Linked DNA regions of Mus musculus: region 2 is linked to region 1. The links are chromatin contacts, called in public HiChIP or PLAC-seq maps. All regions are on one chromosome and are shown on one strand. Each heading gives the region's core, a stretch centred on a gene start, on an enhancer-like site or on the middle of the called end of the contact. The rest is flanking DNA. Distances are from core to core; before and after follow the strand shown. Region 1 has its middle 71 kb from the start of Ctnnd1. Region 2 overlaps Ube2l6 (ubiquitin-conjugating enzyme E2L 6).

What was found. HiChIP or PLAC-seq counts read pairs in DNA pulled down with a chosen protein or histone mark.
Region 2: a contact with region 1 is called in an H3K27ac HiChIP or PLAC-seq map of embryonic stem cells, with 9 read pairs. The contact joins two enhancer-like sites. A contact is called at or near these places in 2 of 39 promoter capture datasets (cranial neural crest and erythroid cells), 1 of 484 Hi-C or Micro-C datasets (embryonic stem cells), 2 of 115 datasets of contacts at active chromatin or transcription factors (both in embryonic stem cells) and 1 of 9 other capture datasets (adipose tissue).

What each region holds. Positions count from the first base shown.
Region 1 is chr2:84,576,773-84,581,824 of GRCm38.p6, forward strand. No RefSeq gene overlaps it. Among named protein-coding and RNA genes, the nearest start is that of Ctnnd1, 71 kb to the right of the region's middle. Within about 2 kb of position 2,664, at least 5 of the 459 cell types and tissues checked have an H3K27ac peak or open chromatin away from gene starts, as enhancers often do. A contact at or near this core is called in embryonic stem cells, where this site is marked.
Region 2 is chr2:84,807,115-84,812,166 of GRCm38.p6, forward strand. It overlaps Ube2l6 (ubiquitin-conjugating enzyme E2L 6), which reads left to right. Exons shown (of 4, transcript NM_019949.2): 4 at 1,891-2,889. The coding sequence ends at 2,042. Smtnl1 (smoothelin-like 1) reads right to left here. Exons shown (of 8, transcript NM_024230.2): 8 at 4,062-4,425. The coding sequence ends at 4,281. Among named protein-coding and RNA genes, the nearest start is that of Ube2l6, 11 kb to the left of the region's middle. Within about 2 kb of position 2,362, at least 19 of the 459 cell types and tissues checked have an H3K27ac peak or open chromatin away from gene starts, as enhancers often do. A contact at or near this core is called in embryonic stem cells, where this site is marked.

The DNA.
Region 1 (5,052 bases), core at 1,414-3,913:
GATTATGGAACATTTAAAGTTATTTAGATCTTGGGGATGAATAAGAAAGTAAGGGTTGAGGCTTATTAGTGATGTGTTTGTGTGTCAAGTTGACAAGGGATCAATTGTACTGGCTAGTTTTGTGTCAACTTGACACAGGCTGGAGTTATCACAGAGAAAGGAGCTTCAGTTGAGGAAATGCCTCCATGAGATCCAACTGTAAGGCATTTTCTTCCCTTACTTTCTTAGCTTTTGATTGTGACTGTGCCCTGATATTTTTCCCTCTTGAAGGAAGTTTTTTAGTGAAGCCCACAGTTAAGAGACTTTTAATTGTAAAGAGAATTTGTAAAGACTGTGGGAGTTTTAAAGTTATTTAGATCTTGGGGATGAATAAGAAACTAAAGGTTGAGGCTTACCAGTGATGTGTTTGTGTGTCAAGTTGACAAGGGGTCAATTGTACTGGCTAGTTTTGTGTCAACTTGACACAGCCAGAGTTACCACAGAGAAAGGAGCTTCAGTTGAGGAAATGCCTCCATGAGATCCAGCTGTAAGGCATTTTCTCAATTAGTGATCAAGGGGGAAAGGCCCCTTGTGGGTGGGACCATCTCTGGGCTGGTAGTCTTGGTTCTATAAGAGAGCAGGCTGGGGGCTGGTGAGATGGCTCAGCAGTTAAGAGCACTGACTGCTCTTCTGGAGGTCCTGAGTTCAAATCCCAGCAACCACATGGTGGCTCACAACCACCCATAATGAGATCTGAAGGCAGCTACAGTGTACTTATGTATAATAAATAAATAAAATCTTTAAAAAAAAAAAGAGAGAGAGAGCAGGCTGAGCAAGCCAGGGGAAGCAAGCCAGTAAGGAACATCCCTCCGGGAACATCCCTCCGTGGCCTCTGAATCAGCTCCTTCTTCCTGACCTGCTTGTCCCAGTCCTGACTTCCTTTGGTGATGAACAGCAGTGTGGAAGTGTAAGCTGAATAAACCCTTTCCTTCCCAACTTGCTTCTTGGTCATGATGTTTTGTCCAGGAATAGAAACCCTGACTAAGACAGGGAGTTTCAAGTGAGATAAATGACTAGGGAGGTAAAGTATTTATCCCCCTAAAGGAACTGTGATGCAGCCATTCAAAGTATGTTTCGGAAGGCTGTGTTAGAACATGGAAAGACACATCCGGATTGCAAGTCAAGCACTCAGGAAAGTGAAGAGCCCTGTGGTGGTGTGGCCTTCCCAAGCTCCCCTTACCTGGAAAGTGAAGGCAGGAGGACCAGAGCATAGCAAACTCAAAGTCAGCCTGCCTGTCTCCAAAAGGGAAAAAGAAAAAAGAAAGAAATCACAAAACACAAAAAGTAATAGTTCTATTAAACAGGTAGTACAATAAAAGGATTTTTTTTTCTCAAAAAAATTCCAAAAGTTTAAAAATTAGCATCAAAATTAATTTTGATACTTCTTGTAAAAAAAAAAAAAAGAATAATTAGGACCAACGAGATGACTCAATAGGTAAAGGCAACTGCTATCAAGCCTAATTACCAAAATGCAATGACTTCCAAAAGTCCTCCTCTGATCTACACACATACACCCACTCCCACTCAAAATAGAGAAATAAATATAATACATAATTATAAAAATCCTTCCCATGACCTTTGTAGGCACATTTCTCCCTTTTAAGATCTGCTGAGGATCAAATCCAGGGCCTTGTGAATGTTAGGAAAGCACTCTGCCATTAAGTCATGACCCTACATTTTAATTTTTATGTGTATGTATATGTTCCAGACTACGTGTATGTATGTAGGTATGTATATATACCTATGGAGGTCAGAAGTTATCAGATCCCCTGAAACTAGAGTTACAAATGGTTGTGAGCTAGCTGCCTGTGGGTGCTGGGACTGAACCCATGATGTTTAGACATTGGTTTGCCTTGCCACTCTATGCCGATCTCTGATGGACTTTGCTGATTCACAGATGATGTTGCGGGCATTGGTTCAGCTCACTTTCTTCGCTGATCCCTGTTTGCTGTGACTTTATAGAGAGAAGTGCACCAAAGAACTTCTCGTGATATTCTGGCAGCTCCTTGCTACTTCTTCAGACTCCAGCCTATTGGCAGAGCCTCGGCGACTTCTTCTGGATTGAACTGCCGTTGCCGATTCACGGTGGTTTGAAGTGGATCGAGCTGCGGCTGCTGATTTGTGTGGACTGAACTGCTGATGCCCTGACAACACAGACTGGAATCGCCCTAAAGAACTATTGCTAACCACGCCCACATCCCCCTTTGCCCTATTAGCCTTTCCTTTCTACTACTTCCCGTGGTTGGTGAGCTAGAAGGGAGGTTAAAGAATTTAAGAACCCTCAATAGAGTAGATATGGAGAAATCTTAACCTACACCACTCACACCCTCTCTTGCCCATTACTTTCTCCCTGTCACCCTTCTCCTCACAGATCGCTCATGTTCACGCCTATTTGTTTTATTTGTGACCCACTGAGATTAAACTGTGTGACCATGGGTTTGGAGTTATCTGTTTGAGTCTGGTGGGCTCAACAGAGTGTGCAAAATTTAATACAGTGATTTCTGTCCCAGAATCCATCAGATCAGAAATAAAGGGCAGCGCCCTGTGAGTCCCATCATCCCTTTCCATGACTGACTGCCCTGATCTCAAGGTTCCCACCAATGGTGTCTACTAAAGTGTCCCCAATGACACACGCCCTAACCCTTCTCAAACAGTTCCACCAATTAGAGCTCAGGCATTCAAATGTATGAGCTATTCTCATTCAAAGCACCTCAGGAGGTAATTTGAGACATTTCAGATATCTCCCCAGGGGAACAATATTCTAATGGTGGTATCTGGCCCCTTTTCTCTTGCAAATAGTACCTCCCTGCCTGTGCCTTCCAAGGTCACATTGGTAAGGGAAATAGCCAAGACCATGAAAAATCTATCCTAAACTGGCTCATATCACTTTATCCCATATCTGGCCAAAAGCCAGGCTTGCAGCTTTGACATTACAATAAAAGTGACTAGAAGATATCAGCTTCCCTTTTACCCAGAGAAAAGGGAAAAATGAAATTTAGTTAACACTTAGCTTTGTCTGTCACTGGCCAATCTACCAATTGTCACTGGCCATCTATAAAGAGTAGTAAGAGACCAATGAAGGGACAGAGAGATGGCTCAGTAGGTAAGAGTACTTGCGATACACAAGTTGTAAACTGCCCATGTAGGTGCTGAGAATTGAACCTGGGTCCTCTAGAGAAACAGGCAGTGTTCCTAACCATTGAGAGCTATTTCTCCAGCCCCTGTAGGACATTTTCTTAATCTGTGATTGACGGGGAAGGGCCCAGCCCACTGTGATAGTGCCAGGTGGTCCTGGGTTCGATAAGAAATTAGACTGAAATTAACCATGAAATTAACCATGGAAAACAAGCCAGTAAGCAACACCCCTCCATGGCCACTGCATCAGCTCCTGCCTCCAGGTTCAAGCCTTGTTTGAGTTCTGGTCCTGACTTCTTCTAGGTATGGACTACAATGTAGAAGTGTAAGTCAAATAAACCCTTTCCTCCCTAACTTGTTTTTGGTCATAGTGCTTCATCATTTCAAAAGTAACCCAAACTAGGAGAGTAAAAGACCCCATCTCAAAGGAATAAGGCAGAGAGCATTTAGTAAAGCAGGATACCCAACATCCTCCCCAGACTTCTGCATTCACACACACACACACACACACACACACACACACACACACACACACACACACGGTGGGGCAGGATGGAAAGAGAGAGAGCACCAGTGGAGTAAGTCGGGGGCGGGGGGGGGGGGGAAGTACTAAAAGCCAGACAGTGGAATGCATCCTTTAGTCCCAGCACTTAGGCGGCTGAGGCAAAGAATCAAAAATTTGAGACCAACCTGGGCAACATAATAAGACCCTGTCTCAAACAAACAAAATACACAATGATTCTTGGGGGAAATTTTTCTAAAGTAAAATACCTGGTATTTTACCTTTACACTTAAATGTTTGTTTGTTTTGGTAAAGTAAAAAAGAAGAAAGAAGGGAAGAAAATTCAATCGAGAGAGCTGAAAGATACAGAGACATGAAGAGAGACAGAAAGACAGAGAATAAGCTGAAGACGGATGAAACTCAGTGACGGGGTGTTCCCCTAGCATGTACGAGACCCACACCACACACACACACACACACACACACACACTAGGCTTCAAACACAGTACAAAGGTTTAATTTGATTTTATATTTGAATGCAACATAATATATTTTGTATATGTGGATATTTATGCTCCTACAACACTTTAAATATCGACATTTATTTTCTGGTATAACCTTACAACTAAAAATATTTGTTTCTTCGGTTTACTTGAAATATTTGGTAGAAAAAAATTATTTTAACATTGCAAAACTGTCTTTGCAGAGAGAAAACTTAAACGTTTGAGTGTCTTTCTTCTTTGTTCAAAGAAGCCTAAACAAGTTAAACCAATGTCAACATTCTGTGGTCCTCTTTCCTCAAAGCATTAACTAATGTCAGTTCTCAGCTTATTTAAATTAACTCAAGGCTCTCAGTTCCCCTGTACAGACTTTTATGTCTGTGTGTATATCTGTGTGCGCCATGCATGCAGTGCCTGTAGAGGCCAGAAGAGGGCATCAGATTCCTTGAGGCAGGGATTACAGGAGTATTGTCGACTGTCTAATTTAGGTGCTAGGAACTACAGATCTGGAAGAAAGGCAAGGGCTCTTAACCACTGAGCCATCTCCCCAGACTCCTTTTTTTTTTTTTTTTTTTTTTTTTTTTTTTTTTTTAAAGATTTATTTATTTATTATATGTAAGTACATTGTAGCTGTCTTCAGACACTCCAGAAGAGGGCGCCAGATCTCGTTACGGATGGTTGTGAGCCACCATGTGGTTGCTGGGATTTGAACTCTGGACCTTCGGAAGAGCAGTCGGGTGCTCTTACCCACTGAGCCATCTCACCAGCCCTTTTTTTTTTTTTTCTTAATGCCTGCAAAATCTCTTCTTAGCTCATCATCTGGCATATGACAGGGCAATATAGTTTAAGTTGATAACTACCCCTGAGCAACACAGT
Region 2 (5,052 bases), core at 1,112-3,611, 230 kb after region 1:
TAACTCAAGTGAGGTGGATGCTGGGAATCAAACGCAGTTCGTCTAAAAAGAGCTGCAGTACTGTTAACTGATGAGCTACCTACCCATCCCATCCCCAGTAAATGCATTTAAGAAATAAACAAGTCGGAGTGACATGTTTAAATGTTAGTGTGAGATGAACCCCTGTTGGATGGAAAGATGCTTCCTGATACACTGGATGGTCAGCATATTCTCGTAGGCGTGATGTAGACACTTAGCTATGGTGTGTGTGTTTGTGTGTCTGGAAGAGAAGAGAAGAGGAGAGGAGAGGAGGGGAGGGGAGGGGAGGGGAGGGGAGGGGAGGGGAGGGGAGGGGAGAGGGAGAGGGAGAGGGAGAGGGAGAGGGAGAGGGAGAGGGAGAGGGAGAGGGAGAGGGAGAGGGCGAGAGGGCGAGAGGGCGAGCTTGGCCTCAGAGGGAGGAGGTGGGCATAAGAAGACTATCATCTCATCCTGTGAGATGGTGTGAGGTGGTGTGAGTTGGTGTGAGGTGGTGTGAGGTGGTGTTCCCATTAGCCTGGTGGAATAAACCGAGACACTGAAGCTTAGGTGAAGGACCTACAGGAGCCAATGGGTAGAGTGTATATTTAAATGTAGCAGGTATAGTGTGCTGGTTAGTTTTATGTTAGCTTACCAGGAGCTAGAATCATTGAGAAAAATGCCTGTGGGTAAGTCTGTCTGTCTGACATTTTCTTTTATTCATATGAGTACACTGTAGCTGTCTTCAGACACACACCAGAAGAGGACATCGGATTCCATTAGAGATGACTGTGAACCACCATGTGGTTTCTGGGGATTGAACTCAGGATCTCTGGGAGAGCAGTCTGTGCTCTTAATCACTGAGCCATCTCTCCAGCCCTGTCTGGCATTTTCTTGAGTAAAGATTACTGTGAGAAGGTCTGCCCACTGTGGGCGGTGCCAACAACAAGCCAGGAGGCAGTGCTCCCTTGTGGACTCTGCTTCAGTTCCTGTCCTGACTTCCCTCAATGATGGAGTGTGACCTGAGAGTTGTTAGCTAAATAAGCCCTTTCCTCAACAGGTTGATTTTGGCCATGGTCTTTCATCACAGTCACGGAAACCCTAGGACATGTAGCAAGCCTCTTGATCGTGTAAAAGGATGCTGCTGCAATCCCTGCATGGGTCTGCACCAAGCCCTTTGCAAACATGTGCTGTGGTTGTTTAGCAAGGGGTTTTTATGGGACCCCTAACAATGGGAGTGGGGGAGTCTCTGACTCTTTTGCCCGCTCATGGGATCCTTTTCCTCCTACTAGGTTGCTTCGTCCAACCTTGCTATGAGGATTTGTGTTACATCTTGTTAGGCCATGTTTGGTTGCTATCATGGGGAGGCCTGCTCTTTTCTGAAGGAAAACTGAGGAGCAGTGGATCTGGGAGAGAGGGAAGGCGTGTAGGGGGGCTGGGTGGACGGGACAAATGGGAGGCTGCAGTCTGGATGTATTGTATGAGGGAAGAATAAGTAAAAAAGAAAGCGTAAAAATGAGGATCACGAATCCCGTTCATCTCACGGGGAGCTTCTTTGAAGCACGGCAAATAGTCGTTTGAACACCATGGGACAGGTATGGTGGCACGCGTTGGTAATCCTAGCACATGGGAGGCAGAGGAACTTGGCTTCAAGTGCAGCCTGGGTTTCATAGTAAGACCCTGTATAAAAGGAGAGGATGAGTCAGGGTTTCAACCTCACCCGTCAAGAATGAGAGGGACACCTGCTTTGGCTGTGGAGCCATCCTAAGTGATGGTATGCTCTTGTGGTACTCTGAGGATGATTGTGGGGCTTCAGGAGAATCTGGAGATGAGTAGACCTTACCTCCTCCCATGGTTCTCCTTGGTCCTGATGCCCTTCTCTGTCCTCTCCCCCAGTCTTGGAGGCCCTCAATGTGCTGGTGAGTAAACCGAATCTGGAAGAGCCTGTGCGTCTGGAACTTGCTGACCTCCTGACTCAGAACCCGGAGATGTTCAGGAAGAAGGCAGAAGAGTTCACCCTTAAATTCGGAGTGGACCGGCCCTCTTAATTCTGTTCTGAAGCCTGGATCGTCTGCTTAGCAGATGGATATCACCGACTGGTGCCCGAGGCCTTGGGAAGCTCACCCTGTGCCTAAGTTTTCCTTTGTAGTTGCTAATTATGAATCTTGTACCTGGTGTGTATGTATGTGATGGAGGTGGGGGGGCCTGTGTGATGTGTGCTCCTTCCCTGAGCTGTCTGGCTGTAGATGTACCATCCCCACATCCTCCTTGGCTTCAGAGCCAGTGGGAGTTAGGTACACACAGTTTCAGGCCTGCTTTCCAGCTCTCTCTGTCTTAGGCCACCTTTCAGGCCAATTGGCAGAAAATTGAATGCCCCAGGGCCCAGGCACCAAGGGGTGAGAAAGGCAGGACTCTGCTCAGAAGGCAGAGCCTACAGAAGGTACCAAATTTACTGTTGAGTGATTGAGATTGAAAGAGTAGTAAACTCAGTGCTCCAAGGTATGCTAATCATAAAACAGATAGTGACATTCCTCCACCCACCCACTTCCTGAGTTCAAGGAGTATTCATTCAAAGAAAGTCACCTTGACTTTCTTTGAATGAATACTGCAATGCAAATGTGCTATTGTTAGAGGCTCTTAGAAACTGTCTTGAGAGTTAACAATTACCAGGTATTCCTTGTGACACCTGTGACTTTGTACTTCCTTGTGACTCTTATCTGGTATTTTTGGTATTTTCCAACAACGCCCTTCCCACCTCCTTGAGTTGTGTTTTTTTTCCTTTAAATACCCCCTTACTCAGCTACTCGGGGCGCCACGGTCCTCTACCCCTGCGTGGTGTATGACCGTGGGCCCGAGAGCGCTCTTGAATAAAAATCCTCTTGCAATTTGCAGCAAGACCGTTTCTCGTGGGTGATTTTGGGGTGTCGCCCCTCCTGAGTCAGAACGTGGGGGAGTCCTCACGTTGTGGGTCTTTCAAGATCAACGGCGCTTGTCATAGGCATGTCCAGATTTAAGTGTTAAACATCTTATTTTCCACTGATGAATCTCAAGATAAAGAGTCTAACCTCCACCCAGAAGTCGGACTTCATGTTTCTGAATTGTTTGCTCCCTGACTGGCTACATTTCGGGGGGGGGGGGGCAGGCCTGAAGCTGGGATTTGTGTATCCCCAACCCCTGTCCAGGGGTGCTCCACAAAATGTGTCTGCTTGTCTGCCATTAACTTCACAGACAGATTCCAGAGTTCAGCTAAGTTTTCCATGAGAGGATGGGGTGGTTTGGGGGTTTGTTTTTAAAGTTTTTGTTACATTAAAAATAATTTTGTGTGTTTGTGTAGAAGTGTTCGAACATAGCATGGCTTGGGAGTAGAGGTAAAAGAACAGTTTTTTGGAGACATAAATTTCTCCTTCCACTAGGAAGGTTCTGAGGATTCGGCTAAGGTTGCCTGTGTGGCTTGGTGGCCTGCACCTTTTACCCTGTGAGCCCCATGAATGAAGTGTTTCATCAGAAAGCAGGCTGGCTAGGGACTAACAAAGAGTGTGACTCGGCATCTAGTGGCTATTCCCCCATACGGTATAAGAAATGCTGGCCCTGATTAGGCCATCCTTAGGTGGGCCTTCCAGAGGTCTACAGGGGGAACACCATTGTTTTGTGCAAGGCAACAGCTCATTAGTGGATTGTGTACGTCCTTCTGACAATCAGCAGAGACCGCATTTCTTTCTATATCCTTGGCAGCATGTCTGATTTCCCTTCCCCGGTGCTAGACAATGAGTCCACAGCTTCATATACGCCAGACGAGTCCACTATCACCGACTGAGCTTCCATACAGTGGAAACAAGTGGACACAAGGCAAAACTTCAGAGTAGGAGTGGTCAATTTTGTTGGAAACCAGTTACTTAGAATAGTGGCTGTCTCTCGAGCGCCACCCACCGACCGGCTCCAGAAGCACAGTTGTGTGAGATTTCGAGAGATTGTCTACTTCCTGTCTAGAAGTCGGCGTTCCTCAACTCCCCGCTCAGTGGGAGGAAGTGGAGAGAGCAAAAGAGACCTGGCAAACTGCCACACATGGCTCCAAATGCAGGTTTCTTTTTATTTTTGGCCCACCGCCTGTAACATACGTGTGGCTGGTTGGGGTGCGGGGAGCAGCAAGGAATGAGAGGAATTTTGAAAAAGCACTTTCGGTGCGGTTGATACTGGTGTCACCTGCTTTATGTCTGGTGGTGCGAAAGCACCCCGAGGCCACGGTTGGCAGCTGGGCTCCGCTTCCTCCTCCCGCATGGCTTTGCCATTCATTTCTTTTTCGTCTTCACCAGCCCTTTCTGCACAAGGCTACGGTATAGCTCCTGGATGTAGGTGTAGACACACTTGGAATCGGGCACTGCCAGCCGCACCATGTCATCCACCTCCAGCAGCTGGGCACAGTCGGCTAGTTTCCTGAGGGGAGGGTGGAATGAGGAGCATAGGGTCAAAGGTGAAGAGGAAGCCAAGGAGATGAATGGGTCCAGCAACCCTAACAGTTTCATTCAATTAGATCATCTATTTATTAAGCACCTACTATGTGTCAGGCACTCTTCTACTTGTTAGCAGTGAATAGCCAAAACCCTGTTTGATTACCAACAGTAATCAAATACATGAAGCAGAGGGTGTATCAGATTGGTGAGAGATCTTATGGAGAAAAGAATAGTGGAAAAGGGCCACTCAATGCTAGAGAGGGCTTCTGATAATTTTAATAGGGTCCTTGCGGAGGGTTTCAAGAGTAAATAAGGAAGCCGGGTGGAGAAACAGGATTTGCAAAGGCCCCAAAGCAGGACTGCTTGGTGTGTTTCTGGACTGCAGGGAACCCAGCAAGTCCTCATTTTCTAATCTATCAGCTGTACTTTGAGGCTACTTGATACCCCTGGGCTCTGCCGAGGCCGATAAGCTGGGCTAATCACTGCTCGGGCCTCCTGTCCCTGTGCCAGGTGTCTTATCAGCTAGTTCTGCATGACGGTCTCGGTTACTCCTCTTTATCACTAACAAGCAGAGGAGGAACTGAGCTGAGAGGGTTAGGTGCTTTGCCCA